7 separate regions of the Mus musculus genome follow, and all the other regions are linked to region 2. A link is a contact called in public HiCAR-type and promoter capture Hi-C data. All regions are on one chromosome and are shown on one strand. Each heading gives the region's core, a stretch centred on a gene start, on an enhancer-like site or on the middle of the called end of the contact. The rest is flanking DNA. Distances are from core to core; before and after follow the strand shown. Region 1 holds the start of Lrrc10 (leucine rich repeat containing 10). Region 2 holds the start of Rab21 (RAB21, member RAS oncogene family). Region 3 holds the start of Frs2 (fibroblast growth factor receptor substrate 2). Region 4 holds the start of Yeats4 (YEATS domain containing 4). Region 5 overlaps Myrfl (myelin regulatory factor-like). Region 6 holds the start of Rab3ip (RAB3A interacting protein). Region 7 holds the start of Cct2 (chaperonin containing Tcp1, subunit 2 (beta)).

The links. Promoter capture Hi-C pulls out the DNA fragments that hold promoters and counts their contacts. HiCAR-type assays count read pairs that join an accessible place to other places. Capture Hi-C pulls out chosen DNA fragments and counts their contacts.
Region 1: a promoter capture Hi-C map of hippocampal neurons shows a contact between it and region 2, with 4 times the contacts expected there. The contact joins the promoter of Lrrc10 here to the promoter of Rab21 in region 2. A contact is called at or near these places in 4 of 39 promoter capture datasets (embryonic stem cells, hippocampal neurons, liver and 1 more), 1 of 484 Hi-C or Micro-C datasets (the G1E-ER4 cell line) and 3 of 115 datasets of contacts at active chromatin or transcription factors (large pre-B cells, pancreatic cancer cells and pro-B cells).
Region 3: a contact with region 2 is called in a promoter capture Hi-C map of adipose tissue, with 3 times the contacts expected there. The contact joins the promoter of Frs2 here to the promoter of Rab21 in region 2. A contact is called at or near these places in 4 of 39 promoter capture datasets (cranial neural crest, liver and pre-B cells), 1 of 484 Hi-C or Micro-C datasets (cerebellum) and 1 of 9 other capture datasets (adipose tissue).
Region 4: a contact with region 2 is called in a promoter capture Hi-C map of pre-B cells. The contact joins the promoter of Yeats4 here to the promoter of Rab21 in region 2. A contact is called at or near these places in 3 of 39 promoter capture datasets (hippocampal neurons, liver and pre-B cells), 1 of 484 Hi-C or Micro-C datasets (pro-B cells), 1 of 115 datasets of contacts at active chromatin or transcription factors (large pre-B cells) and 2 of 9 other capture datasets (adipose tissue and liver).
Region 5: a promoter capture Hi-C map of hippocampal neurons shows a contact between it and region 2, with 3 times the contacts expected there. The contact joins the enhancer-like site here to the promoter of Rab21 in region 2. A contact is called at or near these places in 4 of 39 promoter capture datasets (hippocampal neurons, liver and pre-B cells) and 1 of 115 datasets of contacts at active chromatin or transcription factors (large pre-B cells).
Region 6: a contact with region 2 is called in a promoter capture Hi-C map of pre-B cells, with 3 times the contacts expected there. The contact joins the promoter of Rab3ip here to the promoter of Rab21 in region 2. A contact is called at or near these places in 10 of 39 promoter capture datasets (the C10 cell line, the SN4741 cell line, cranial neural crest and 7 more), 1 of 15 datasets of contacts at CTCF or cohesin (large pre-B cells), 3 of 115 datasets of contacts at active chromatin or transcription factors (embryonic forebrain, extraembryonic endoderm stem cells and large pre-B cells) and 3 of 9 other capture datasets (adipose tissue, embryonic stem cells and liver).
Region 7: a HiCAR-type map of astrocytes shows a contact between it and region 2, with 4 times the contacts expected there. The contact joins the promoter of Cct2 here to the promoter of Rab21 in region 2. A contact is called at or near these places in 5 of 39 promoter capture datasets (cranial neural crest, hippocampal neurons, liver and 2 more), 2 of 484 Hi-C or Micro-C datasets (muscle stem cells and nephron progenitors), 3 of 115 datasets of contacts at active chromatin or transcription factors (astrocytes, large pre-B cells and pro-B cells) and 1 of 9 other capture datasets (adipose tissue).

What each region holds. Positions count from the first base shown.
Region 1 is chr10:117,043,337-117,046,853 of GRCm38.p6, forward strand. It overlaps Lrrc10 (leucine rich repeat containing 10), which reads left to right and starts at 2,005. Exons shown (of 1, transcript NM_146242.2): 1 at 2,005-3,432. The coding sequence starts at 2,087. The coding sequence ends at 2,911. Gm10747 (a long non-coding RNA gene) reads left to right here. Exons shown (of 3, transcript XR_872056.2): 2 at 220-459; 3 at 802-1,349.
Region 2 is chr10:115,314,161-115,317,959 of GRCm38.p6, forward strand. It overlaps Rab21 (RAB21, member RAS oncogene family), which reads right to left and starts at 1,431. Exons shown (of 7, transcript NM_024454.1): 1 at 1,034-1,431. The coding sequence starts at 1,186.
Region 3 is chr10:117,146,446-117,150,210 of GRCm38.p6, forward strand. It overlaps Frs2 (fibroblast growth factor receptor substrate 2), which reads right to left and starts at 2,029. Exons shown (of 10, transcript NM_177798.3): 1 at 1,947-2,029.
Region 4 is chr10:117,222,519-117,226,054 of GRCm38.p6, forward strand. Yeats4 (YEATS domain containing 4) reads right to left here and starts at 1,989. Exons shown (of 7, transcript NM_026570.4): 1 at 1,741-1,989. The coding sequence starts at 1,791. Gm31963 (a long non-coding RNA gene) reads left to right here and starts at 1,968. Exons shown (of 4, transcript XR_872061.2): 1 at 1,968-2,049.
Region 5 is chr10:116,847,662-116,851,501 of GRCm38.p6, forward strand. It overlaps Myrfl (myelin regulatory factor-like), which reads right to left. Exons shown (of 25, transcript NM_001033333.3): 3 at 1,706-1,773; 4 at 1,364-1,607; 5 at 615-706. Among named protein-coding and RNA genes, the nearest start is that of Myrfl, 47 kb to the right of the region's middle. Within about 2 kb of position 1,295, at least 22 of the 459 cell types and tissues checked have an H3K27ac peak or open chromatin away from gene starts, as enhancers often do. A contact at or near this core is called in hippocampal neurons, where this site is marked.
Region 6 is chr10:116,947,874-116,951,846 of GRCm38.p6, forward strand. It overlaps Rab3ip (RAB3A interacting protein), which reads right to left and starts at 2,580. Exons shown (of 11, transcript NM_001359645.1): 1 at 2,387-2,580. It overlaps 4933412E12Rik (RIKEN cDNA 4933412E12 gene), which reads left to right and starts at 2,689. Exons shown (of 3, transcript NR_038026.1): 1 at 2,689-2,819.
Region 7 is chr10:117,061,509-117,065,195 of GRCm38.p6, forward strand. Cct2 (chaperonin containing Tcp1, subunit 2 (beta)) reads right to left here and starts at 2,344. Exons shown (of 16, transcript NM_007636.3): 1 at 2,198-2,344; 2 at 1,468-1,542; 3 at 1,309-1,374; 4 at 517-628; 5 at 1-73. The coding sequence starts at 2,200.

The sequences.
Region 1 (3,517 bases), core at 755-3,254, 1.7 Mb after region 2:
TACTCTTAACAAAATAATATAAGGAGATCTGTACTCTAACACAGTAATATAAGGAGCTCTATACTATAACAGGGTAATACAAAGAGATCTATACTATAACAGGGTAATACAAAGAGATCTATACTATAACAAGGTAATATAAGGAGGAGCTCTATAGTCTAACACAATACTATAAGGAGGAGACTCATAACTTGGTCAATTCACTTTTCGCCTACCCAGATTCCATGGGGTGCTGAATGGGACACTGGGGCTGTGAGGAGGGAAGCGTCTGTCCCAGAGTTTACTCGGCATCCGGGATGACCCAAAGTGCTGCCAGTTTCAGCATGTGATTTGCACATACTTTGCTGACTTGTAAAGTCACCCCAGGTGACATTATTTGGCCAGTGAGTGGGGAAGACTCTGGAGGAGGGGGAGGAGCCTGTTTCCTGCTGTACAGCACAGAGCCACATCTGGGAGACAGTAAGCACTTCTGCATCCATTTCCAGTAGACAGATTTTTAAATTAATAGTTACCTTTATTTGTGTGTGTGTGTGTGTGTGTGTGTGTGTGTGTGTGTGTGTGTGTGTGTGTGCTTGCTCAGGGGTGGAGCTTCCCGCTCAATCGTTCTGCCACGCCCACTGGTGGAACGTGCCGCTTTGCTGTTTGGAGTCACACACGTGGTCACCCTGCTACTGAACTCCGAGATTATTTGGCGGGAATCGGGCCCCCTCCCCCTTCCTTCATAACTGAGTGTCGGAACAGTAAAATTGAGCTTTGATCAGAATGCCTGTCTTAGCTGCATCATTTTCTCTCGCCGCCTAGCCCCTCTTCTCTTCCAGGTTTCCAGAATGCCTTTCCAAGCTAGAACCCAGGCTATGATCTGCTGGCCGGACACAACATGCAAGATCCCACAGAGGCCAGAAGACAATGTTGGATCATCACCCCACACCTCACATCCAAAGCTGCCGTTAAAGACAGTTGTAAGCTATCAGATACAAGGGCTGGCTGGCGTGGATATGGCGTGGATATGAGGGCTGGCGTGGAACCTGGGTCCTCTCAAAGGGCAGCACGCGCTCTCCACCTTTGAGCCATCTCTCCAGCCCCCAGCAGCCAGACCTTGGAGGCCCTCGTTCTTGGAACGGTCTGGCTCATCGTTGCTTTTCTCAACTGGACGCGATTATGGACGAGAAGTACAGAGCTTTAATGGCCATTTAAATGGGTCTGGAAAGTGTTCCCACCTCTGGAAAGTGCCCCCCCCCCGGGTGCATTACATTCTAATGAATTAATTAATAATTACATTCTAATTAATCTATGCTTTTGAAGGCTAGTCAGCCTTCCTTCTTGTCCTTTGTCAAAGAGAGGATTTGTGTGTGTGTGTGTTCGTTTTGGCAGAAATGGAGACGGACCCCAGGGCTTCAATTCTGCCATACGAGCACCCTACCACTGAACTCCACTTCCAGCTCAAATGTACCCTTTTACAGTGTGGCAAGACGCTAGCTGGACACAAAGCAAGACTGTACAAATCAGAAGCCATTGCTTCTGATTACATATTGGTTAAGGCTTGTTGGAACTGGAGAAAATCTGTAAAGGATGTAGGCCTTTGGCAACACTTTGAAGGATGCATCCTGGAAAACTTAGCAGCGGGTTGTTGTTGTTTTGTGCCCCACTCAGGATTGAAGCAGGGCCTTGTTCGGGTTAGGTGAGTTGTAACACAAAGGAGATGACTATGCATTCAAATATTTACAGTTTTACCTACATAGTACAAATATAGGTGTTTTTCATTTTTACTTCTCCACCTTTGTCACAGTATTTTTTCAATTTGGGGGGGGGGGGCGGGAGATCAGGAGAGAGTAGATAAGAGATCAGGGCTTAAGTGATTAAAGACAAATATGTGAGTTGGACAGGACGTCCCAGACCCTGCCTGTCCGGCCTGTCACCAGACACTCAAGCTGCTATCAGGAGCACTTTATTCTGTCAAAGTGACTGGCTTTTGTCACCGAATTCCGGGTTATAAAGAGAGGGTAGAAGGGTTCCCGAGCAGTGAGCACAGCCAGCCCACTCCCTGACAGAGTTGGTGGGCAGGGGCTCGCCTTGCAGCCCGTTTCACATGGGAAACACCATCCGGGCCTTCGTGGCTTTCATCCCCACCGACCGCTGCCAGAGTTATGTGGTGGGAGACCTCCGGGAGATGCCCCTGGACAGGATGGTGGATCTGAGCGGGAGCCAGCTGCGTCGCTTCCCACTGCACGTGTGCTCCTTCACGGAGCTGGTGAAGCTCTACCTCAGCGACAACCACCTTCACAGCCTGCCTCCCGACCTGGCACAGCTGCAGAACCTGCAGATCCTGGCCTTGGATTTCAACAACTTCAAAGCTCTCCCCCGGGTGGTGTGTACCTTGAAACAGCTCTGCATCCTCTACCTGGGCAATAACAAACTCTGTGACCTCCCGGATGAGCTCAGCCTGCTCCAGAACCTACGGACCCTGTGGCTCGAATCCAACTGCCTCACCCGGCTGCCCGATGTGGTGTGTGAGCTGAGTCTCCTTAAAACCCTGCATGCCGGTTCCAACGCCCTACGTCTGCTACCCGGCCAGCTCCGGCGCCTGCGCGAGCTCAGGACCATCTGGCTCTCCGGCAATCAGCTAGCTGACTTCCCCTCGGTACTGCTTCGCATGCCCTTTCTGGAGGTGATCGACGTGGATCGGAACAGTATCCGCTACTTCCCCAGCCTGGCCCACTTGACAAATCTGAAGCTGGTCATCTATGACCACAATCCTTGCAGAAATGCCCCCAAGGTGGGCAAAGGGGTTCGCCGTGTTGGGAGATGGGCAGAGGAGACACCAGAGCCTGACCCCAGAAAAGCTAGGCGGTACGCACTGGCCAAGGAAGAGAATCAAGAGCCACCTCCTCCCCTTCTTCCTTCCAGCTCTTGAACAGCTGAGGTTGAAGGCCAATTCAAAGGTTACCCCACTGCTCCGAAGGCATCTCATTAGAGCGGAAGGGATGGTCCTGGCTCATCCCAGGGCTGATGGAGAGAAAGCCAGGTGAGATGCTGTAAAGGAATAGGGCGAAGAAAACATTTCCAGCCCCCAGCACCTCTTCCTAGGGGGAAGGTGTGTGCTGTTGCTGGCCTGGAATCCAGGGTGACTGTCACTCCTGTGCCAGAAGCAGTTCCTTCACACGAGCTATTTTGAAACACCAAAGAACAAGACCAGCCACAGCACTCTTCCACCACGCAGGAGTAGCTGGTCACAAGGCTGGTGAGTGCTTCAAAGACTGTATTTGTTAAAATAAAGAAAACAACGCCACCAGCTGCTCAGTGGCCTGTCTCTAGCTCTCTCTAGCTCTCATGCCTCTTTCCTTCCCGAGAACTTCTGCATAGTACCAATGTACTGCTGTTACTAATTTGGTTCCTGAAAGGGACAACTCTACCCAATCAGTCTTGATTCGAAGGAAAATAAAAAAAACAAAGCTGTGGTCACACAGCCTGAGCCCCTCCCCCCCCCCCCCCCCCCCCCCCCCCCGCACTTTAGCCCCTG
Region 2 (3,799 bases), core at 181-2,680:
CCTTATTTACCTTGACAACTCTGTGCACTAGATATAATCATTATGAGTACAGTAGCAGTAGAAACCCAGGGATGCACGGTTAAGCAATTTACCTAAGATCACGGGGCTATGGAAATAAATGGGGGTAGGATATGGATCCAGACGCCCAAACTCAAGATCACTAGCTTTTTTAGCCTCTGGACAGTCTGATCAAGACATGTTAATAGATAAATTCCTTCGAACACATGCAAACTGATTTTTTTTTTTAAGGAGACCAGGGAGATCGCAGATCCTTCAATGGCCTGGTTTCACTTTCAATTACATTGTAACACTTCCACACTTCCAATGGAACTGTAGAAGAAAGCCAGCGTTTTATGGCCTGACAGTAAAGAAAACGTGTAGCAGCAGTGCCTAGATTTTTTTTTTTTAGTTTGAAGACCGATTGCTGGCCACTACGCAACACGATGTTTCAACGCGGATAAGATCAAACCCCAAAGAATAAGGAAGCCACACGTCCGGACACAAGAAGGCTGCAAAGAAACGGGGTAACCGACAAGCAGCAAACAGTCGTTTAAAACAAAAACAAAAAAACCCTCCAACGACGGGTGTTTTACCACTCCATTTACTTTGAAAGCAGGACAAAATGGAACTTGCATAAACACTTAGTCATCAGTACGCTCTGGAAGTTACAAACCACCTCGTTCGCAAATTCTAATCCGTATCCGAGTTCCTACTTGGCGAAGAAAGAAGAAGGGCTGATGGTCTCGGAGACCACAGAGTGAAAACACCTGGTGTCCCCAGCCGAAGCCCATCAGAGGGGAAAACCAGCACGCAGACCGGGGGACTCCCCGACCTGCGCAGCCTCCACCGGCAACTGGGGACTTTTCCGGGTCCTCTCCCTCCCCACTGTGGGTCTTGACATCTACCGTGTGCTGAGGCCCGCGGGTCCCCAAAGCGATTGCAAAAGGCAATGGGAAGGCAGGGAAGGGGGTTTGACAGGCCAGAGGCAGAGGAGCGGGCGCGGGTCCCCAGCCCGGCTCCCCGGGGTCTGCACCTGCAGGGTGGTGATGTGCTTGTCGTTGAACTTGTTCTCGCAGTAGCGCAGCACCAGCGACGTCTTCCCCACGCAGCCTTCCCCGAGCAGCACCACCTTGAAGGAGTAGGCTCGGCCCGCCGCCGCCGCCGCCCCGCCGCCGGCCGCAGCCATCCCGCCGCCGCTACCCCGCCGCCCGAGCCCAGCGCCGCGCCGAACCCCGCACCGCCGCCGCCGGGGCGCCCGCTCCTCCCGGGCCCGGCTCTTTCACGCCCCGCCGAGCCCGGTGCTCGCCGCGTCCTTCCGCGGGCGAGGCCTGCGAGGGCCGAGAGAAAGTCCCAGAATGAAGGGCCCCGGCCACCACGTCAGGGACCCGAGGCTAGGGGAGAGCTGCCTCTCCTCCCTCTAATGGCGTCTCCTTCCTCCTACGTCACACCCCTCGTCACGTGACCGCGGTGGGCGGAGTCGGCGGCGGGCGAGCCTGGGCCTGTTTCCGCGTCCGCACGAACCGGCTCAGCATCCCGGGAATCCTGCGGTGGGAAGGAGCTGATCTTTGCGATCTGACCCCACTCTGATGGAATAGAATACAGGACATGATCGCCCGGCCCGAGGAATGGTCCCAAAGCGGATAGCCATCACACCAGGGGTCATCACACGCAAAGTCCGGCCAAGGTGCCCTTGAGTCTCTTTCTCTGGGCGCACAAATCCGGGCTCATGAACTTTACAGTTCGTCCACACGGCCAGGTCCTCGAGTCATCGTCCAGGTCTCAGCTTAAACCGGAAAGGCTTCCCTGACCACCCAGACCTTCCCACATCCTTCCATCCCTCTTACTCACTTCCTCACCGAGATATTTCCTAACAATGGTGCGCCTTCTTTATCGCTGCTTGCCACACTCGGTGGAATTCCGATTCGGTTGTAGGTTTAAGAGCAAGGATTGCAGAAGACTTAACTTCTCTCCGTTTCCAGCCCTAAAAGCCCAGGCTAAGAATAAATGCGGTCCCATCATCAGTCATCACTCCTGGTTCCCCAGGATTTCTGTCTATGCTGAGTCCACTTTGATGGGTCTGGTTTATTGGACGATTGCTTATTTTTTCTTCCTGTGTTTCCATTTTATTTCATGAAATACACTTTCCAAGAAAGCAACCTGGTATTTCTGAAATTTTGTAGTTTGGTGTCACTTAAAATAAACTTTCATCTCATCAGACTAATTTTACACTTCAACTTAAAGGCAGCTCATTCGTTCATTCAACGAGGGCGTGAATGTAGCCAATGCTTGCCATTCTCTGTGTCGCATTAGATACAATGTCTCTGTCCTCAGAGAGCTTACATTTTTAACCAAGGAAACAACGCATGCGCAATTTACACACTGCATGCTTTTTAAGGAGAAGCAATTCAGAATGTTTTACAAAGATACATGGGAAGCTAGCTGAGTTAGCGTCCTAGAAGAGCTTCCTGGAGAAAGCTGCCTTTTGTTAGGAGTATCTTCGGCAAAAAGGAGAGCCGTGAAGTAGAAAGGAGCATCCGACATTGACGTGTGACAAGAAGTCAGACAAGAAATCAGAGACATTACCTTTAAGTTCAAGGCCAGCCTCTTTTGAATTGTGAGCTCTAAGCTAATTGGAGCTACATAGCAAGACACCATTTCAGTAATAATAATAATGATAATATTTACAATAATAATGCAAATAGGAAAAGAATTTGTGATGTAACTTGCAAGGTATCAATTCAAAAACAGTCTTTAACCTGGTACAGAATGTTATCGGGTCCTTTTACAAAATTATAATTAGAAAATTGGACAAGGCTAAAATTACGTATGTCTCTCTAGAATCAATCATTTATAAGATTATCTTGTCAATTATTTTTATAAATGAGATTATATTATCTACTCCTTATGCTGCGTAGTCTTACATCAATTTGACATACAAACTAGAGTTATCTGAAAGGAGGGAACGAACCTCAAATGAGAAAATGCCACCATAAGATCCGGCTGTAAGGCATCTTCTCAATTAGTGGTCAAGGGGGTGGGCCCAGCCCATTGTGGGTGGGGCCATCCCTGGGCTGGTGGTCCTGGGTTCTATAAGAAAGCAGGCTGAGCAAGCCATGGGGAGCGAGCAAGTAAGCAGCACCTGTCCATGGTCTCTGCATCAGCTCCTGCCCCCAGGTTCCTGCCCTGTTTAAGTTCCTGTCCTGACTTCCTTCAATGATGAACAGTGATGTGAGAATGTAAGTCAAATAAATCCTTTCTCCCCAACTTGCTTTCTGTTCATGGTGTTTCAGTGCTGCAATTAAAACCCGAATGAAGACACTCCTCTCTATACCTACCACGAGGACTTTACACAATCATTTCTAGAACTAGAAAGCACCTTCTTTTGGAAAGAGACTTATTCTACATCTTTCCTCATAGGGGCTGGCGAGATGGCTCAGTGGGTAAGAGCCCCGACTGCTGAGTTCAAATCTCAGCAACCACATGGTGGCTCACAACCACCCATAATGAGATCTGATGCCCTCTTCTGGTGTGTCTGAAGACAGCTACAGTGTCTTATTTATAATAATAAACAAGCAGGGCCAACCAGAGTGAGCAGAGATCCTAAATTCAATTTCCAACAACCATATGAAGGCTCACAACTACAGTGTACTCATATACATAAAATAAATACATCTTTTAAAAAAATATTCCTCATAATGGATTGAAATTTGCATTTCTCAGCCTATGTTTACTTGTTCTTGAGAGTAAGGTTATACAGTCTGTAGTTAATCCCTTCTCTCCTTAAGCAGTCTCCTCCCTC
Region 3 (3,765 bases), core at 779-3,278, 1.8 Mb after region 2:
ACTACAACTTATCTTCACTCACACTTTCCCACGGGCTAGAAAAACACCCCCTTTGTTTATTATCAACAACCTTGACAGAGATTTGAGGGGCTGGGGAGACTGCTCCCACGTCGAGTGCTTGCTGACTGAGAAAGTGAGAGAACCTGAACTGGCACCGACAGCACCTCCATTATAAACTAGATGCTGGGCCATGTGCCGATAACCAGTAGACCTGGACTGGGGACATGGGGCAAACACAGGACGGTCCCTGGGGCTTGCTGGCCAAGCAGCCCAGCCGGAAGTACAAGCTCCAGGCTCAGGAGACCCTGTCTCAAAAGGATCATCATGATCATGGTGCTGGGTAGTCTAGGTTCACCTCTGGCATTACACACACAGAGAATTTGTTTTTTAATGAAATAAACTTTTCTTTTGCATAAGACAGTATATGCAACTCGTCACTTCAAATCATTCCCCTCATTCATGATATCTTCCCTTCCAGTAGTCGAAAGAGAAAGTACGAGAGAGAGAGAGAGAGAGAGAGAGAGAGAGAGAGAGAGAGAGAGAGAAACAGTATAAATCCTAACGTAAGCATAATAAGGGCAGATAATGTCACTGGTTTCATGAAGATGACTTGTGTATATTGACACCACCACAAGGTCATTTGCAACAAATAAACTATCTGATAATAATTTAAAACTCAATAAAAGCGGAAAATAGCTCCATTATTTCCTACAAACCTTTTATCCGTAGTTTATCACCTAAACTCAGTTTACTAACAGTGCCTACAAGATTTTCTTCTCTAGGAAAGTCTCAGTTTATTGGAGTTAAACACTTCATATGCTTAAATCAACAAACACCTCTGTCCCGCTGTGGGAACACCCCCACCCCGCGTTCCCACAACTGGACTACACGAAGAACCTCCGAGGAGAAACTGAGGGAAATTATATATATATATATATATATATATATATATATATATATACATATAATATACATACATATGTGTGTGTATATATATGTGTGTGTGTATATGTGTGTGTGTGTGTGTATATACACACATATATACACATATATATAATTAGCTCAAGAAATGACAGTTCCAAGTATGAAAGTAAACAAACTGGGGTGAAAAAAAAGGATACAATTCTCCAGCCTTTTGCAGTCAACTTGTGCAAGGTCCCGACTGAAGTCTTAACAACTGTGACTTCGGATGAGCGCAGGAATTCGGAAGGCTGATTACAGAATAGCATGGTTTTTTTTTTTTTTTTAACGTCAGCAAGAACACGGGGAAACTCCTCTGAATCTACGAATCTCCTCAAATCTTTGTTTTTAAGAAGTAACTCCCAACAGTTTCAGTTTGCAAGGGAGCAAAGACCCTTCGAGGAATGGTACTGCCTCACTGACCGACCCTACGCAGGCATCCAGACCCAGTTAAGTTTCGAGCCGAGTCCAAATCGAACCTCCGGCGACCCCGACGCAAGCCCCGCAAGAGATCGCCAGCATCCACACAGGGAGCGCCCCACCCTCGGACTGACTACACCCCTGGGACACAGGATAATTACTGAGACGGGAAGAGGGGACAGATCCAAGAGGCGACGAAAGTTGGACACTGATGTCCAGTGCAGTCTGGCTGTCCCGGTCCCCAGCGTCCGAGTGCACAGACCCCACAGCGGAGGCACCGAGCCCACTTGCCCGATGCAGAGAGGGGGTCGCAGCGCCGACGGCCGGGCCCCGCTACGGAGTCCCCCCTCTGCGGGCGGCCGCGGCTCCGGGAACCCCGCTCCGGCTGCGCCCCGCCCACTCCGCGGCCCCGCATCGCGCCCCTTCCCGGCCCGCGGGCCGCGCGCGCTCCGCGGCGGCCGACGAACCCCTTCCCCGGATCCCCGACGGCTGAACCTGCAGCGGACAGCCGGGTCCGAGGCTCGCTCGCCCAGCGCAGGCCCCGCTCGGCGTCCCCGGCTACTCACCGTCGGCGCGAAGGCGCTGCGAGGGGCGCGGGGTGGCAGCCGCGGAGCTCCTCACTCTCCCCGCGACCTGACCCCCTGCTCGGAGCCTCGGCGCCTGTGTCTACAAGGCCTCTCTCCAGCCCGAACCCTAGACAAGCACTTCCGGGGGAGCGGGGGAGGGCAGGGGTTTGGCACCGGAACTGCTCCCAGGCTGGAGCTGCCAGCCCTCCCGGGAGGGGCGTGGCCTCTGCTCCGGGCGCCAGCGGACCCGCCCCCGAGCCCCGCCCCCGGGCTCCTTGCTAACCCCTGTGGTCCCGCGGGCCCCGAGCTACCGCTGGCACCCCTTATTTTAACGCCTGTTAGGATCGCTCCCTTCTACTTAATTCTACAGGGGCCCGGAGAATCTAATTTCGCCGAGCCCGGAGCATTCACCGGCTTGCCGACCGGCCGGCGGTGTTATCCTTTCTCGCTTCTGTCCCGCGTGAAAATGCAGTTGACATTTATCGAAGGAAGGCTTACGGCGTGGTAGACAGGGCATTTATTACGCGATTCGGTGGCGTTAACTCATTTAATAACCTTCAAACTCCTGGAAATTGGTGCTTTTATTCTCTGTGTCTTACAGAGAAGGAAATCGGCCAAAGTATCGGACTTTACCACATATGCTGGCTCTTGGTTTTACTTTAATTTGTGGTATGCGTAGAACTCTCATTTGCCCCAAACAAGACTTTTCAAATTATTCAAAGACGGGAGCCAAATTATTTCCCTATATGGGTCATCCTTTGCACTTTAAACAAAGGCTGAGATGATGGGCTATGCAATCTTAGTGCCAGGATCCTGTTTCTTTACATTTCACCCTGGTGTGTGTGTGTGTCGTGTTCATCTCTGGATTGTAGACGTTAAAAATAATATAATGCATAACGCAATAGTAAGCATTTCAAAGTACCCAGGACTGAGTACGTCCGCACAATTCTTATACCTAACCAGTAACTAGCAATAGAGAAGACCTGGGCACTTTTGAAACTTACCAAAGACAGACAGTATGAGAGCCTACAGAGTCAGTGTCAGGCAAAGAAGTGAGACGATCTTAAAAGATTTGCTCTGTCACAAAATCAAGAAACATCAAATATTAAAGGCAGGTTTTCAGTATGAAGCAAAGCCCCACATGGAAGAAAAGGGCTCAAACCTGACAAGCTATTTTGTTTCCAGCAGTCTAAAAAGGCTGAGGCAGGGAGAGTCCGGAGAGTTTCTAGCCAGCCTAAGCTTTACAGTGAGTTTCCAGACAAAGGTGGCCAGGACTATGAAGCAAGACTCTTGTCCAAAAAGAAGGAGAGGAGGAGGAAAAAAGGAAGAGCAAAAAAGAAAAGAGTTTCTTAGCATGCATAGTGTCTGTTAAATACTGCAGGGACAAGTGTTAAGACAATCTGCTTTGAGAAAGGCAGAGTAAAAGAAAACCCCTTATTACAAATTTAAGATGCAAACAATGCCATCACTATTGCTGTATATAAAGTACTGCCTTGTGCTTTATGTAATTGCAGAAGTGTTTGTAAACACTTCCAGAATTCTCAAGTTCAAGCAGCCTTTCATGCCTCCTAGTAGACTGAAGAAGAAGAAGAAAAAAAAAAAAAAAAGACCCTGCACAGACAAAACTTAGGCTGTCTCTAGCTGTTTACCATCTCCACCCCCCAATCCCAGACACGAGCACGAGTGCGCGCCAAGGGCAGCACACGCGCGTGCGGGGGCGCGCGCGCACACACACACACACACACACACACACACACACACACACACACAGAGCCCAGAGACCTAGTGAGGGGAACCCTCAATCACAGCCTGTCACGTA
Region 4 (3,536 bases), core at 739-3,238, 1.9 Mb after region 2:
AGGCTACAGTTTGGTTCCCAGTCCTCACATGAAAAGTGGGTTGTTTGGGGTGTTTGTGTGCACGCTGGGCGCCCTGTGCAGCACATGAGGAGGTCACAGATGACTTGAAGGAATAGATTCTCTTCCTTCCACCTTCCTGAGGCCTGCACTGAGGTCATCAGACTTGGTAAGCCTTTTACCTGCTGAGCTCTGCATGTAAAAGCACCTGAGTACTTGATTAGAGAAGAACAAAATGCCTTCACAAACCTAAAAGCTAGGCTACTGAGTTCAAGTTGCCATTGTGACCGGCTCTGCTGGCTGGGAAAGGCTTTTAGATTAGCCTCTGGCAGTGTTTACCAAAGCACAGCACAAAACCCAAGGTCGGTTTATGAGAGAATTTCAGGGCAAGCATTTTCTGCTGTCATCCTTATTATGCACATACAGTTTGGGTATGGAGTACCCCCTCCCCCAAAAGGCTTATTGCTGGTCCCCAGCTGGCGGCTGAGAGGCGCCTGGACTACAGAAGCACCTTACCAAGGGATTAGCATACTGATCAGCTCACAGCTGAATGGCCTAGGAGATGGGGACAGTGGGAACACACAGGCCACTTGGGTTGGGCCTCTCAAGGGCCTATCTTGTTCCTGCCTCACCCCCACCCCTTCCCCAGCTACTAAGGAGGAAACTCAATTTGAGGACTACAGGCCTAACTTTCTCAAGTTATCCTGAACTACAAACTTCCAGATTTAACTTGTGCAAGTAGAGAAGAGTTTTCCCATGAACCTTTTGCTCTGCAATCACTTCCTACCATCCCCAAGCCTTACCTAAAACCCTGGGCAAATGCACAGCTCTACAAAGCCTCTTATACTAACACAGACTTTTACCTGGTATTTCTTTCTATTGCATTTCAGGGCTTTAGGATTTTCGATGATTTCTCATCTTACATATACTGTTAAGGCAGCTATGGATATATAGACACTATGATTAAGGTAATAAAAATAATATGACACCGATGAGGATTTTAAAATTTTTGTAGACTGATGTGATTTCTTTTAAGGAAAAAAAAAAATCCTTTCTGTGATAAGATCTGTAAGTAGAAGCCCCTTTTAGGGGCACGGGGAGAGCATCCTGAACCGGTACCTTAAAAAATAACCAGCAGGGCTGCCTCAGAGGTTAAGAGCACTGACTGCTCTTCCAGAGATACTGAGTTCAATTCCCAGCAGCCACATGGTGGCTCACAACCATCTGTAATGAGATCTGATGCTCTCTTCTGGTGTGCCTGAAGACAGCTACAGTGTACTCATATACATAAAAATAAATTTTAAAATTAAAAAAAAAAGTAACCAGCAGATGTAGGAAGGTGGGAGGGGGTGGCGAGCTGGAGGGATGGCACACAGGGAAGAGACGACTGCAGCTCAGGCTGGACAGCACACCTACATGGTGACACCTGACAACCGACTCCTGCAAGTCGTTCTCTTACCTCCACCCCTATTAATAATACACATATAGATGGGAGGGAACTGAGTGTCACAACGTCCAGTGTTAAGCAACCTTCACTAAACACGAACGAAGCTAAGCGCTCTTTGCTGACTTTATCAGCACGGGGCTTCGGGAACGACAAGACGGACGAGCCTATCCAGGGTCTGCGACTGATGCCCTAGCCACCCCGGCACCTTTGTGTTTGGCGGTGCGGAGGCGGTGACGAGGACTCGGGGCCCAATGAGCGCCGAGCTTCCGCCCCGCGCGCCGCGCCTGCGCACTGACCTTCACTCTCCCGCCGGAGTCAGGTCCAAATTCCGCCATTCTCTTGAACATATTGTCCCCGGGAAGGAGCCGCGGCGGCCAGGGAGAGAGCTCAGGCCGGCGGGGTAGCCGCTCCCCTCACGAGCCGGAGGAGGGCGGGTCGCCTGGGCTCGGGGAGCCGGACAGCCACCTCCTCCACACGCGCCGCGTCGGGGTCGGCCATTCAGCCCCGAGCTGGGAGAGCCGAGCGGAAGGGCGGGGGAGGGCGGCGGCGCATGCGCAACGGGCTCAGGCAGACAGTGCGCACGCGCGAGGCTGCAGCCTTCCCCGGTAAGAGCCTGATGAGCTGTTGCAGCGGATAAAGAGAGATGGGGATAAATTTTAGGCAGAAGTTAAGGGTAGGGAAGCACCAAAATGGTGAACGTTTGTAGCTTTAGGGTTGAGATAACCCCACACACTTCAAGATGATAGACTCTGGAATCAAAGCTTCTGATTGGGCAGGTCAGATAACTGGGCGTGGGCTTGGTAAAGAATATGCTGCCAAGCCTTGTGACCTGAGTTCGATTTCCAAGGCCAACATGATGGCACTACAGAAATGACTCCACTTCCCGCTCTTCATGGCTCAATCTGTTCTGCTGGCCATGTTCAGTCTGACTTTTCCAGATTCGTCGGGAATCTGTTTTCTCCCTATCTACAGTAAAAACCTCCTAAACCATGCCTAAGAGGGTCATGTTCTTATTTTCACTCACCATTCTTCTCTCTCATACCCTTCCCCAGTTGGAACTCTTCTTTCCAACAAGCCCCCCTCCTACTTTCATGCCCTCTTAGTTCGTGACCTATTGGCTTTAATTGGCGTTTCCTGTCCTACTATGGATGTGGGATTCTTTACCGAAGCAAGAGTAATTTATCAGTGGTACCTTACTAAAGAAAATGGCATCTCTTTCCCAAACAGTCATGAATTTTCAATAGTCCCTCTGGGAAGGGTGAGGCCCCTGGACCCCTCCCGCCATCCATGTTGAAATGTTAACATGCAATCGCAGGTCCTATGCAGATAACCGCAGCTGCAGTAAGTTCATGAGTGCAATGGCCACGTTGTGGCCAGAAGGTGTCGTTTTTGATACATGTCTCTCCATTCTCTGGCTCTTTATACCCTGAAATATTCCCCAATCTTGGAAGGAGTGGTACAACTGTCCCGAATAGTGCTAAGCACACCACCATCTCTTATTCCTGGGCGTTTTGGCTAGTTTTGGGTTTCTGCATTAACCACTGCTCATTGCAATAAACTTCTCTGATGAAGGCTGGGCACAGCACTAATCAATGAGAATAATCAGGAGACCGAGAAGCGAATTTAACAGCATGGTCAATCAATTTTTGCTAATTTTTAAAGAAAAGATTTATTTTATGTATGGGAGTACACTGTAGCTGTCTTCAGACACACCAGAAGAGGTCAGCGGATCCCACTACAGATTGGTTATGAACCACCATGTGGTTGCTGGGAATTGAACTCAGGTCCTCTGGAAAAGCAGCTAGTGCTCTTAACCACTAAGCCCCCAATTTTTGCTAATCTTTAATAAAAGTATTTTTTTTCACTGTATTATCTATTGAGAGAGAGAAAGAGAGAGAGAGAGAATGAATGTGGGTCCTAGAGATCTGGTTAAAGTCATCAGGCTTGATAACAAGTACCTTTACTTTTGCCAGCCCCTGTTTTTGATAATCTTGGCTGTTTCTATAGTCATCCCGTATTTTGAGGTTGTCCTGGCAGCTCTTGAGTATGTCCTAACTCTGTTTCTTAATTGATATCTAAATGTCATTCCCCT
Region 5 (3,840 bases), core at 45-2,544, 1.5 Mb after region 2:
AAACCGACTCCCAGAACGTGGGATTTATACACTGAATTTGGGGCACGATTCACACTGCACACATTTGAATGTTTCTAGTAGCATGCAGGATTGGCCTAGAGTATTATCCCTTCTCCTAAAAATTCCAGCAGTTCACCTTCAGATTCCAAAGGACCAAGCAAGCTTTTGCCAACACCATCCCTTTGAGCTCAAAACAAATGCACTACATGTTATATAAGATAATGCACATGTAGATACATACACCCGACCTATACTTGAACACAAGAAAGTTACAGAAGGTGACAAGAAAACAGGCAGCCAATTGGCTCTTGGAAGCTCTGTTTATACCATTTCCCTGGGTTGGAGCCAGTCTGTCTGAGACATGTTTCTCCTAAAAGAGGAAGCATTTTACCTGAATGGGAGAGACAGAGCAGCAGGTGCCCCGGGGGCACCTGTGTGACTGAGCTGCAGGAAAGATACATCAATGGGACTGGAATACAGTCCCAAAGCCTATTGTTTGTCTTCTATGAGAGGGAACACAGCTGTGTGGAGCTGCTGAGAGTCAGGTCAAAAGCCTTCACCCGACAGCCAAGGCTTTCATGCCTTGACTTTGTCACAAACCCACACTCGCTCACTTGGTCTGAAGTAGTGGGCCCATGAACTACAGTCCCACGAGTCCTCTTGTATCTGCGAGTGCTTTCTCTTCTTTGTCGGGGGTAACGAGGATCTAAAAGTTGAGAAACAGAAAGGTTAGTTAGCCACTTGGCTCGTTGCACGAGAGCAAACTTGAGTTCCCCAGACCTTTGCTCTCTGATTTCCCAAGTCTAATTCCAGTTCTCTAAGGTCTCTCGGGCGCTACTGTTCTAAAATGTAGTCTTTCTATAGACAACCAATGGAAGATCCACCTGCCTGAAAGGTATAGTGTCAAAGCAGAGGAGACACGGACTGAACATGCAGGTGTACGTTTTACATCTATGAGTTCTCTTCGCACAGAACCTGATCACTTTCACAGATGGCCCTGGCTTTGCAGAGAAGGAAGAATAGAGGTCAGAAAGAGGAAAGAAGAAAAAGAAACCTTGATTGACAGTTATCTAAGACCCAACTCAAACTGCCCTGCGGTCCTCTGCTGGAAGCAGCCTAAGCAAGCGGTGCTTCATCCCGCCACCTGGGGTTGTTATACATATTCCTGACATGTTAACTTTTTGTTAGGTGAGGACCGTGAATGGAGATTTTTAGTGAAGACTGTCTAAATCAGGAACAGAGGTCCTCATGGTCCCTTTGTACGCCTCCACACTGCCACCTGCTGGACAGGCTGCCGTGGTCCCTTCTGGCACTCCAGCTGTGGATGCTGAAGTGATTCCAAACTAAATATCTTATGCTTTACCCAGGAACGTGGCACAAAGGCTGCTGGTGGAAAGAGCAACTCGTCCCCAACCGGGAGGGCCCCGTTTGGTGCCGGCAGGTGGCGGGGTGACTGGATTCCGGGTAGCCGTTCTGAAAACTGCTGTGGGTTTGGCCAGCCATGCTCTGGGATGGATGCTCAGGCAGGGGCCCGGGTGCTGTGGTGGAGTGGAGAAAAGCAGCTGGGATCCTCCCTGCCGGAGGTCTCGGGGTCCTGCAGCATGCGCCTGCAGGGGAAGACAGGAGAGACAGGTACCTCTCATTCTCACTGCCGAGACCTGAGTCAACCATACATGCAAGGTGCTATGTGGATGGACTCACTCACCTTTGACCTGTGGAGGAGAGCGTGGGTCGGATGCAGAGTAAGGTGGGGTGTCAGGGAGCTGCCGTTGCCTGGGGATCAGAAATATTGCTTTTCTTTTTGTTCTGTTTTAGTTTCATCTCCTGTTTTAGTCACTGACAGGAGGCAACCCCCCGTGGGCAGCACTCAGGGAGGAAAGCTAAACTCAGACTGTGCCATGTGATGGGGTTGGGCTTCAAGTACCAGTTTTCTCTTCTCCTCTCTAGACCCCTGACCCCACACCACACACACACACACACACACACACACACACACACACACACAGAAATCATTGCCACACCCTCTCCAGAGAGGATTTGTGAGACTTATGGAAATGTCCACAAAGCCTGAGCTGCAACGCTCCAAACTTATGTACACTGGAGAGGTAAATGTTGTCACTGAAGCAAGCAACGGTCTTCCATTCATGTAGGTGTGGGCGTGTCCCAAGAGCTCTTGGAAGTGACTCAAGGGTTCCAGAAAAGGAACATCATAAAAGTTTGTTTTCATCTGTCACCATTTGGGGGCTTGGAGGAGTTAAGGAGGGGGAGGGGTGATGGAGAGGCAGTGGGGTTAGGATATAATGACACATCTGTATGAAAATGTCATTATGATGTCCACCACTTTGTATGCTAAGTTTAAAAGGTAAATTTTTAAACAGAGATTTTTTTAATTAAGTTTTATCTTCAAACTGGCTCTTTAAAGTTTATTTGCTCTCTATTAACCAGAAAGAGAGAATATATATCAATCTTTATCAGTATAAAGAAATACAGAGGTATGAACGCTAAAAGTTTTAGAGTACCCTAGGCTAGACCAGCACAAACTGAATTTCAGCAATACAGTGGAAGCAGAGATTGGATGGCAGGCTGAGTTAACAGAGACTGCCTGGATCTGGCACAGAGGGCATCCAGACTTGACAGGGAGACCGTCCATCAAACAAAACTCAGGACACTAAAGTCGCCTCAAGCTTCAAGCTTAGAAGACGGGTAGAGTTGGAAACAGGATAGGATGTAGGTAGAAGGAACATCTAGGCCCTTGGGTAAGCCCCCTGTCTTAGTTAGGGTTTCTTTTCCTGGACAAACATCATGACCAAGAAGCAAGTTGGAGAGGAAAGGATTTATTCACCTTACACTTCCACACTGCTGTTCATCACCAAAGGAAGTCAGGACTGGAACTCAAGCAGGGCAGGAAGCAGGAGCTGATGCAGAGGCCACTTACTGGCTTGCTTCCCCTGGCTTGCTCAGCTTGCCTTCCTATAGAACCCAGGACTACCAGCCCAGGGATGGCGCCACCCACAATGGGCCCTCCCCCCTTGGTCACCAACCAAGAAAATGCCCCACAGCTGGATCTCATGGAGGCACTTCCCCAACTGAAGCTCCTTTTTCTGTGATAACTCCAGCTTGTGTCAAGTTGACACATGAAATCAGCCAGTACACCCCCATTGGTCACTCCAAAGCTGAGAAGGTTTGTTTTCTGAGGAAATGAAGCCAGGAAGACTGTAGTACAGATGACCAGTCACAACTCAGCCTGCCAGCATGAACACGGAAGGATGCATCACAAATCTAAATACTGACACTGGGGACAGACCTCTGTGGGAGAGAGCTTGCTTAGCATGTGTTAGGGACTGAGTTCAATCCTCAGCACTGCAGAAGAAAGAGAAATCTCAGTGCTGAACTGTCGGGCCCTTCCTCAACTCCACTCTGCATACATCTAAGCAGATTTTAACACAAGTGAGAAACGGGAGTATTATTCCCAAGGAACAGTGAATGAGCTGTGGGTAAGGAGGGGGCATGTCCTTTTAATGATATATGATGAAGAAATTGTGTGTGTGTGTGTGAGTGTGTATGTGTGTGTGAGTGTGTGTGTGAGTGTGTGTGTGAGTGTGTGTGTGTGTGTAGACACATACATACTTGTGTAGGCCATAAGAAGGTGTCAGATTCTTTGGAGCTGGAGTTACAGGTAGATACAGGCTGCCACATGTAGATGTTAATCGAACTTGTGTCCTCAAATTGTCACTGAGCCATCTCTCCTCCCTCCCCTCCCCTCCCCATCTTAGTAATCTTAACTGGAAATAAATAGCCAGTCTCAGTCACTCTTCAGTGACGTGCATCCTTTGAACATGA
Region 6 (3,973 bases), core at 1,330-3,829, 1.6 Mb after region 2:
GTGACTAAGAGCAAACAAGGCGTCACAACCTATACCACAAGAAGCCGTGGGTTTATGACAGTTGAAGCCCTGTTACCGAAGCTGCCTGACTTCTAATCGACCTGCCAGCTATCCGATCCTGGCTAAGCTACACAATCACTCGTGTATCAATTCCCTTAGCTACGAAAGGCAAGGGGATATAAATGACCTATCTCTTGGTTGGTGAGGGTACATGAGCTGGAGCAAGCTTAGATCAGGACTTCGATCTCAGTTTAACAGTGGCAACAGGGATGTCACCATCGGGACACTTGGAATAGTTTTTAATCAGACACACAAATGGCAACACCTTCCACTGGCCTGCCCTCTAAATGCAAAGCTCTTTTTTCAGAAAGCATAGACCAGTAGCATAAGGAGTTTAAACAACAGAGTTTAAATCTCCATTTGGGGTTCTCAAATAGTTTTTAATACTGGCTTTTCGATCAGCCACTATAAATGACAACTATGTACTTCGGGCAAGTTATTTTGATTTTCTGCACTTCGGTTTCCGGGTTTGAAAAATCTGATAAAGCTATCTATAACCTAAAAAATGGCCTGAGGACCAACAAGCCAACGTAGCCTCAAACAACAAGCCCACCAGCCCAGTGCCCAGGCCACAGTCAAGTTAACACTTCTTGCTTCTTCCCTCCCCCCGAAGCTCCTCCACCTCCCTGCGCGCCCCATCTCAATGGAATGTCCAGTTAAACTCATATCCCACCTTTATAAAGTTCATGTTGGGTTGAAACAACCAACTACTAAAGGAGCAACTGCTGACATTTGAATGTGTTTCTACTGAGTATGCTCAATAAATGATTTACTCGAGGTCGCATGCTTGGTGAGAGATGGTTCTGAAAGTTATCCGTTTTCGTTAGAGCTAAGCCTTTGTGAGACCCGCTCAGCAGAAAAGCATGGGTTATCTAACCCATACAATACATACAAAACTAACGTTATATCCTAGCTTCCATTCTGCCACGGCGTAAATATGAGGGGTGGGCAAGTCCCAGTAATTTTTCCATTAAAAAAATATATATATATATCTGTAGGGCATCCACGTATACTGCAGAGTAGAGGCATAAAGAAACTCTGAGGCAAAGAATATGTCTCAGAGTATAGAATTACACTGATTCAAAAGTACAGCTGCATTTAAACAGAGACATCAAAGCTCCACAAAGAAACTGAACATCAACCAGGCAGTGGAAGGTGAGAATCATTCGCTAGCACAAATGACTTGCTATGTAAGCAATGAGGCGTCTCATCAAGCACGCTCATTCACAAAAGAAGGCATTAATTCAAAACATCCTTGGGCCGGAAAGAGAAAAAAGTTGAAAGACGTCTGTTCTTATAGTTAAGAATGCATTGCTGAGTAAATCTGTGTAACTGTTAAGTTCAGTTAATATATTCCCCTAGGGCCTTGAGGAGTAGATTCGGAATGCAGTGTCTATTCAAACATGAAAAGTCCTCTGAAAACGCACAGTCCTGGTAAATAAATAACACATGCTAACTGAACAAGGCCCCATAAAACTGGTGAAATATTTAACAGTATCAAATATTTACAACGATGGGCTGCATACCTACTCTGCCTCCTTTTCCTCTCGATTCATTGTTTAGAAACAAAAACTTAAGAACAGTGTAATGAACAGAAACCGGGTCTTTCAAGAGATTTACAATAGAACGGTTTGTTTTAATCCTCTTATCGGCCTCTCCTCCAATTATGCAATCATTCCAGAGCCAAAAGATCACAGGGCTCTTTCCCTTGACACGGGGGACACTGAGAAGTGTCTAAACAGGTAGGCTGGGAACAGGCAACATTTCCTTGAAACTAAAGTGCCTCTGGGGCACCAGCTCTAACTCGGAGGAGAGTGCGCCAGCCAGCCATTACGGATCGATGTTTTAATCCCCAACAACTGGCAACTCTTCGCGTGCTGCAGCGTCCACCCGGCACCATCCTCTCCCCAGCCTCGCTATTCCGCGGGCGGCGGGGGGCGAGCGGCCCACGCAGGGGGAACCGCTGTTCTCCCACTCCCGGGGTCCCGATTCCCGAAGTCAGGCTGGGCCGAGCGCGGCGGGGGAGACCCCGGGAACCGGCGACCCCCGCACATCCCCGGCCAACCGCGCCGCCCGCGACTTAAGCAACTCCGCGACCGAGGCCGCGCGGGCCGCCAGGTGAGCGCCGGAGCCGCCGCCCTTCGGGTCCCCGGGGCTCCGCAGCGGGCGGGCGGACGGGCGGACGGGCGGGCGCGATCCGCGCCCTCCCCGCCGCCTCCTGCACCTGCCCGGCCGCGCTCCGGGCCGGCGGGACAAGGGCGCGAGGCGAGGCGCCGAGGGGGCGGTGCTCACACCGCCCGCCTCTCCCTCCCGCCGCCGCACTCACCTGCCGGATCCGCCGCGGCCGCCGCCCGCGCTCGGCAGCGCTCGCAGAGCCGCAGGGTGCGCGTGCCCAGCTCGGGAGACGCGGAGGACGGCGGCGGACAGACGCCGCTCCACTCCGCCGCGGCTGGCGCTCTCTGCGATGGGAGCCGAGGGAGGGAGAGCCGACTGCGCCTGCGCCGAGCGCCGGGCGGAGAAGCGGCCGCCCCTCCCCCTCCCCCGCCCCCGCCCCGGGAGAGAGGGCGGGACTAGAGGCGGGACCGGGAGGGAGTGGCGAGGGGGACTCGCGCGCTGCGGCGCCCCCTGGCGACAGGAGGGGCTCGGTGCAGGCTAATCCACGCGCGGAGTCCAGGGTCCCTCTACAGCGGTTTCCCTGGGAACCACTCTGGCTGGAAATCCTGTGGCTGCCTTTGGAGGATGTGAACTCTCCTGGGATGGTAAGAGGCTTTGGACTGTGTATTGAGGACAAGCAGAACCGACCTGAAATTCCGCGTCTGTGGATACCTGAAGCTGGAGTAGGAGGTTAGGGGCCCGGGGAGGGGGGGGGGGGGGGGATGGGATGGGCGGGGAGCTGGTAAACCCAGATCCTTCCACTTTCAGTTTCCAAAGACCGTCTCTCATCTTTTACAGGAACTATATCTATTGTTTTGTTTTGTTTTGTTTTGCTTATCAAACTTCCATCCCACATTCGGGCTTCCAAGTTGGAAAACAAAAAACAAAGTACAGACAGAATCAAGCCCTGAAAATCAAACTCAGGGATGGGGGGTGGGAGGGAGCAGTCATCCTCGGTATTTCCGCCAATGTTTGTGATACTCAGAGGCAGGGGCTGCCATTCTGTTGAGTACATCAAGGAGGTGGTAATAAAAAGGAAGCTATGTGTGTGGTCCCTGTGATCAGCCACCTACTGACCTCTGTGACCTTAGGCGAGTTCATCTGCAATATCGCCAATCTTCTCACTGATAATTGGAAATAAGAATGTCTACCTCATCAAGGTTTTGAGAGTTAAGTGGTTTAATATATGTAATTAGTGTACCTCACCACATTCTGTGACACAGTGAGTCATACAGAAACACACATGTGTACACACACACACACCTCTACAAAAAATTCCTACCATCCAAAGACTCAAACAAAAGGAGACAAGTTTACTATTAAGAGAAAACTTTATGGGCTCCCTGTTTTACACATTTTTTTTCTAAAGAGATGTTCACACACACACACTTTTTGTTTTGTCTTGGTTTTCGAGACAGGGTTGGCCTCGAACTCAGAAATCTGCTGCCTCTGCCTCCCAAGTGCTGAGATTAAAGGCATGCACCACCACTGTCCGGCTCACACACACATCTTTTATCATATGGAATTGGTAATTACTTAACCCATGCTCCAGTTTCTTTGTAAACCATTCCCTGATGCTCGCCTGCCTCCCAACCCTAACTCCTTACCTGTGATCCCAGAACACTGTATTTCAGTGGTTCTCAACCTTCCTAACACTGTGACCCTCTAATACAGTTCCTCATAGTGTATACTAACCCCCAACCATAAAATTATTTCCGTTGCTACTTCATAACTGTAATTTGGCTACTGTTATGAACCT
Region 7 (3,687 bases), core at 1,094-3,593, 1.7 Mb after region 2:
AGCAGCTCTGCGGCTAAGACAGTAACAGAGGTAGTGCCATCACCAACTTCATCATCTTGAACCCTTGACATATCTAGGAAAAAGTGAAATTATTTCTCCACATTACTAAATTCTCTTAAAACTTCCACAACAAGCGTAAACTCCATTAGTAATATGCACCTGACAAAATTTTGGAAGACCTTTAACCGTTAAATACTTTAGCTTGAATGTGCCTCACGAGTTCATGTAAATTAACCCCTAATCTTTTTCTGTCTCACCAAGTTAGGCCTTTTGTCACATTATGACAGCAAGAGAACTCACCAAGAAAGGGCCCACTTGGACTTGGCAGTTCAGCCAGACTGAGTTGTACCATTTAAAAATTGTGGTGGCAGCAGCCCCCCGTGGACTATGGGTAACAATGATACTTCTGACACTCATCTGACTAGCGATAAATGCCAATGGCCATCACTTAAGTAGCTGACAGCCTATCAGGGAATAAATTATTGGAAAATAACAACAAGCAAATCTTATACTCACCAACTAGAACCTTTGCTGCGGGGTTGTCCACACCAATGTTCTTGAGAATGGTAGCACCGTCGTTGGTCACCATCAGAGCGGCGTCTCGTCCACTGCTTAGGAGAATTTTGTCCTGAAAAGAAATATATTTCTGTCAAATTAAGGTCTAAGTACTTCTTCAAGAATACATGCAGATACCAAAACCTCTGGATAGTTAGTTGGCTACTAAATGTTTTCTATGCATGTATCCTACAACCAAACCTCAATGTGTAAAAAGCTTAGACATACAGGCAATACAAACTAGCTCTGCTACACTGTCACAAGACAGCAATGGAAACAAATATCCCAGAACACTATATGACAGTTAAACACACTAAAAGCAGATACACATAAACAAAAAACAGTATGTTACTTTAAAAATGTGTTGCAAAAATATGTAACATGATAAACTTACCTATAAGTGAACAGAAAAATACCAGCTACAGTGTACTTAGATATAATAATAAATAAATCTAAAAAAGAAAAAGAAAAAAAGAAAAAAGAAAAGAAAAATACCAGCAAGTTTTGTAAATGGTAACACTTGCTGCCACTGGAGAGGGATGTGAGATTGGGGATGGTAACACAGGAGAACGGTTTATAATTTGTAAGTTTTAGATTAAAAAACATAAATAAGAACATTGTTACTATCTACATTTACACCAAAGGCTTTAAACCATTATTAAAATTTTGGCCAGCCACTACTACGCAAGACCGCAGGAAAGCAAAATTAGAAACAAACAAAAGAAACTTCTAAAAATTCCCTATCTTTCTTACCATGCCCTTCGGTCCCAAAGTGCTCTTCACCAAGTCTCCAATGGCGATGGCACCGATAAACGACGACTTAAATTATAAAAGAAAAATCAGAAAAGGCGGTCAGAATTTACCCTCACAAAGCGTTGGATTTTATCATTTAAAAGCAACAGACGGGCTTACCAGGCGAGCTGTCTCGGCCCTCTCTTCATCAGCTCCAGCCTTGAAGATATTAACAGGTGCGAGGGAAAGGGAAGCCTAAGAGAGGAAGCCAACACACGCCGTTTGAATGCCAGTACTCGTTAACACCCGTCCAGGGCCTCTCACTAGATCGGGAAGTAGATTATCTAAAGGAAAATTGGTTTACCATCTAATTTCAGGAATCCGTCCTGGGAGTGGGGTATTTACTTAAATGGGGAGAGGGACGCTCATATGGGCGCCAGGAATAAATCATCACACCGACCCACTGGTCTGAATGGCAAAACTAAAGGCAACATTGGGCCGGTCGAGCACGGACCAACATAGCTACCTAGCTACCCTCCATCTTCCGCAGGCAAGCACGGCCACTCGCCCTTCCAGCCCCGCCCCGAAGAGGGCGGAGCCAGCAGGTCCTGCTAGAAACTTCTTCACTTGGGGTGAGGACCGGGGGTCGCCAAGGTCCCCTAGCCGAGAAACAGCCCTGATCTTACAAAGAGATGCTGACTTAGTGTGCGTTCCCCCTTCCCGTCCCGCGCGGAGAGCTCGGTCACCCGGTCCCACGCAGGCCTCATGCCCGGCCCGAGCCATGTGCGGAGGGGCCAGGAGGCGGCCGCTCGGAGCCTGCGACTCCGGTTAGACAAGAGGACCAGCGGGGCGGCAGGACACAGCGGGGCGGAGCAGGGAGCCTAAGTCCTTGGCCGAAAGCTAGGCTCACCATGGTTCCGACGGATTCCGCGTAGAGGAGAGAACCCCTCACAATCCGCGCCGGGAAGCCAGGCCGGGGAAAGAGAGAAAGGCGGAAGTGACGACACGCTCCGCCGCGGGGGGCGGAGCCGGACGCACGGGTTTCCGCCTCCTGCGTGGCGGGCTGGGCCGGAAGCGTAGCGGCTCGCTGGAGAAGGGGCGGGACCTCAGTTGGTGGCGGAAATCATTGAGCTGTGGGCGGGGCTAGGGGCGGGGCCAGGGGCGGGCTGCTTTAGAATAGAACTAGAGAACAAAGAGACAATGTACCGCGCGGGTTGCCGCGGAAACCAAGTTCCTGCTGACATATATTTTTAAAATATAATCTTTCAAAATTTGTTTTAAGGTCAGACGTACATTTTCAAGTGTTGCACACTAATCATTTCTATTATTTACCCTTCCTGGAGGCAACCATTCCCATTTTCGTGCTTATTTTTTCCTTTGGGAAAGTTATTTATCAATAGATTACTAAATGATTTTTTTATAAAGGAGTCTTCATTTAATCTTTCAGACATGATCTGACTGTGTAGCTCTGGCTTAGCTCGGAACTCACGTTGTGGACCCAGGCTGGCCATTCTGGGATGCTGCTTCTGCCCTACCTCAGCTTCATTTGTTTTCTCGGGGGGGGGGGGGGGCACCCTAATATAACTTACATGACTTCAAAGCAGAGATCAAGTCCTAAATATTCCAGTTTATCAAAAATAGTTTTCTCGGGAGCTGGAGCTATGGCTCAGCGGTTAAGAGCACTGACTGCTCTTCCAGAGGTCCTGAGTTCAATTCCCAGTAACCACATGGTGGCTCACAGCCATCTGTAATGGGATCTGATGCCCTCTTCTGGTGTGTCTGAAGACAGCTACAGTATACTCATATAAATAATAAATAAATAAAACCTTTAAAAAAATTAGTTTTCTCGGGCTGGCGAGATGGCTTAGCAGTTAAGAGCACTGATGGCTCTTCCGAAGGTCCTGAGTTCAAATCCCAGCAACCATAGGTTGGCTCACAACCACCTGTAATGAGATCTGATGCCCTCCTCTGGTGCGTCTGAAGAGTCAGCTACAGTGTACTTATGTATAATAATAAATAAATCTTTGGCTCAGAGCGAGCAGGAACTGAGTGGAGTTGACCAGAGCAAGCTGAGGTCCTAAAAATTCTATTCCCAAGAAGGCTCGCAACCATCTGTACAGCTACAGTGTACTCACATAAATAATCTTTTAAAAAAAGAGAGAAATGGTTAAAACATACATAGTCTAGGGAAAAGCCCCAAAACTAATGCAAAAAAAAAAAAAAAGTTTTCTCGGCGCTAGCGAGATGGCTCAGCGGTTAAGAGCAGTGGCTGCTCTTCCTGGGGTGCAGAGTTCAATTCCCAGAAACTCCATGGAGACTCACAACCATCTAATGCCCTCTTCTGGCATGCAGGTATACATGCAGATAGAGCACTCATTCATATATATATATATATATATA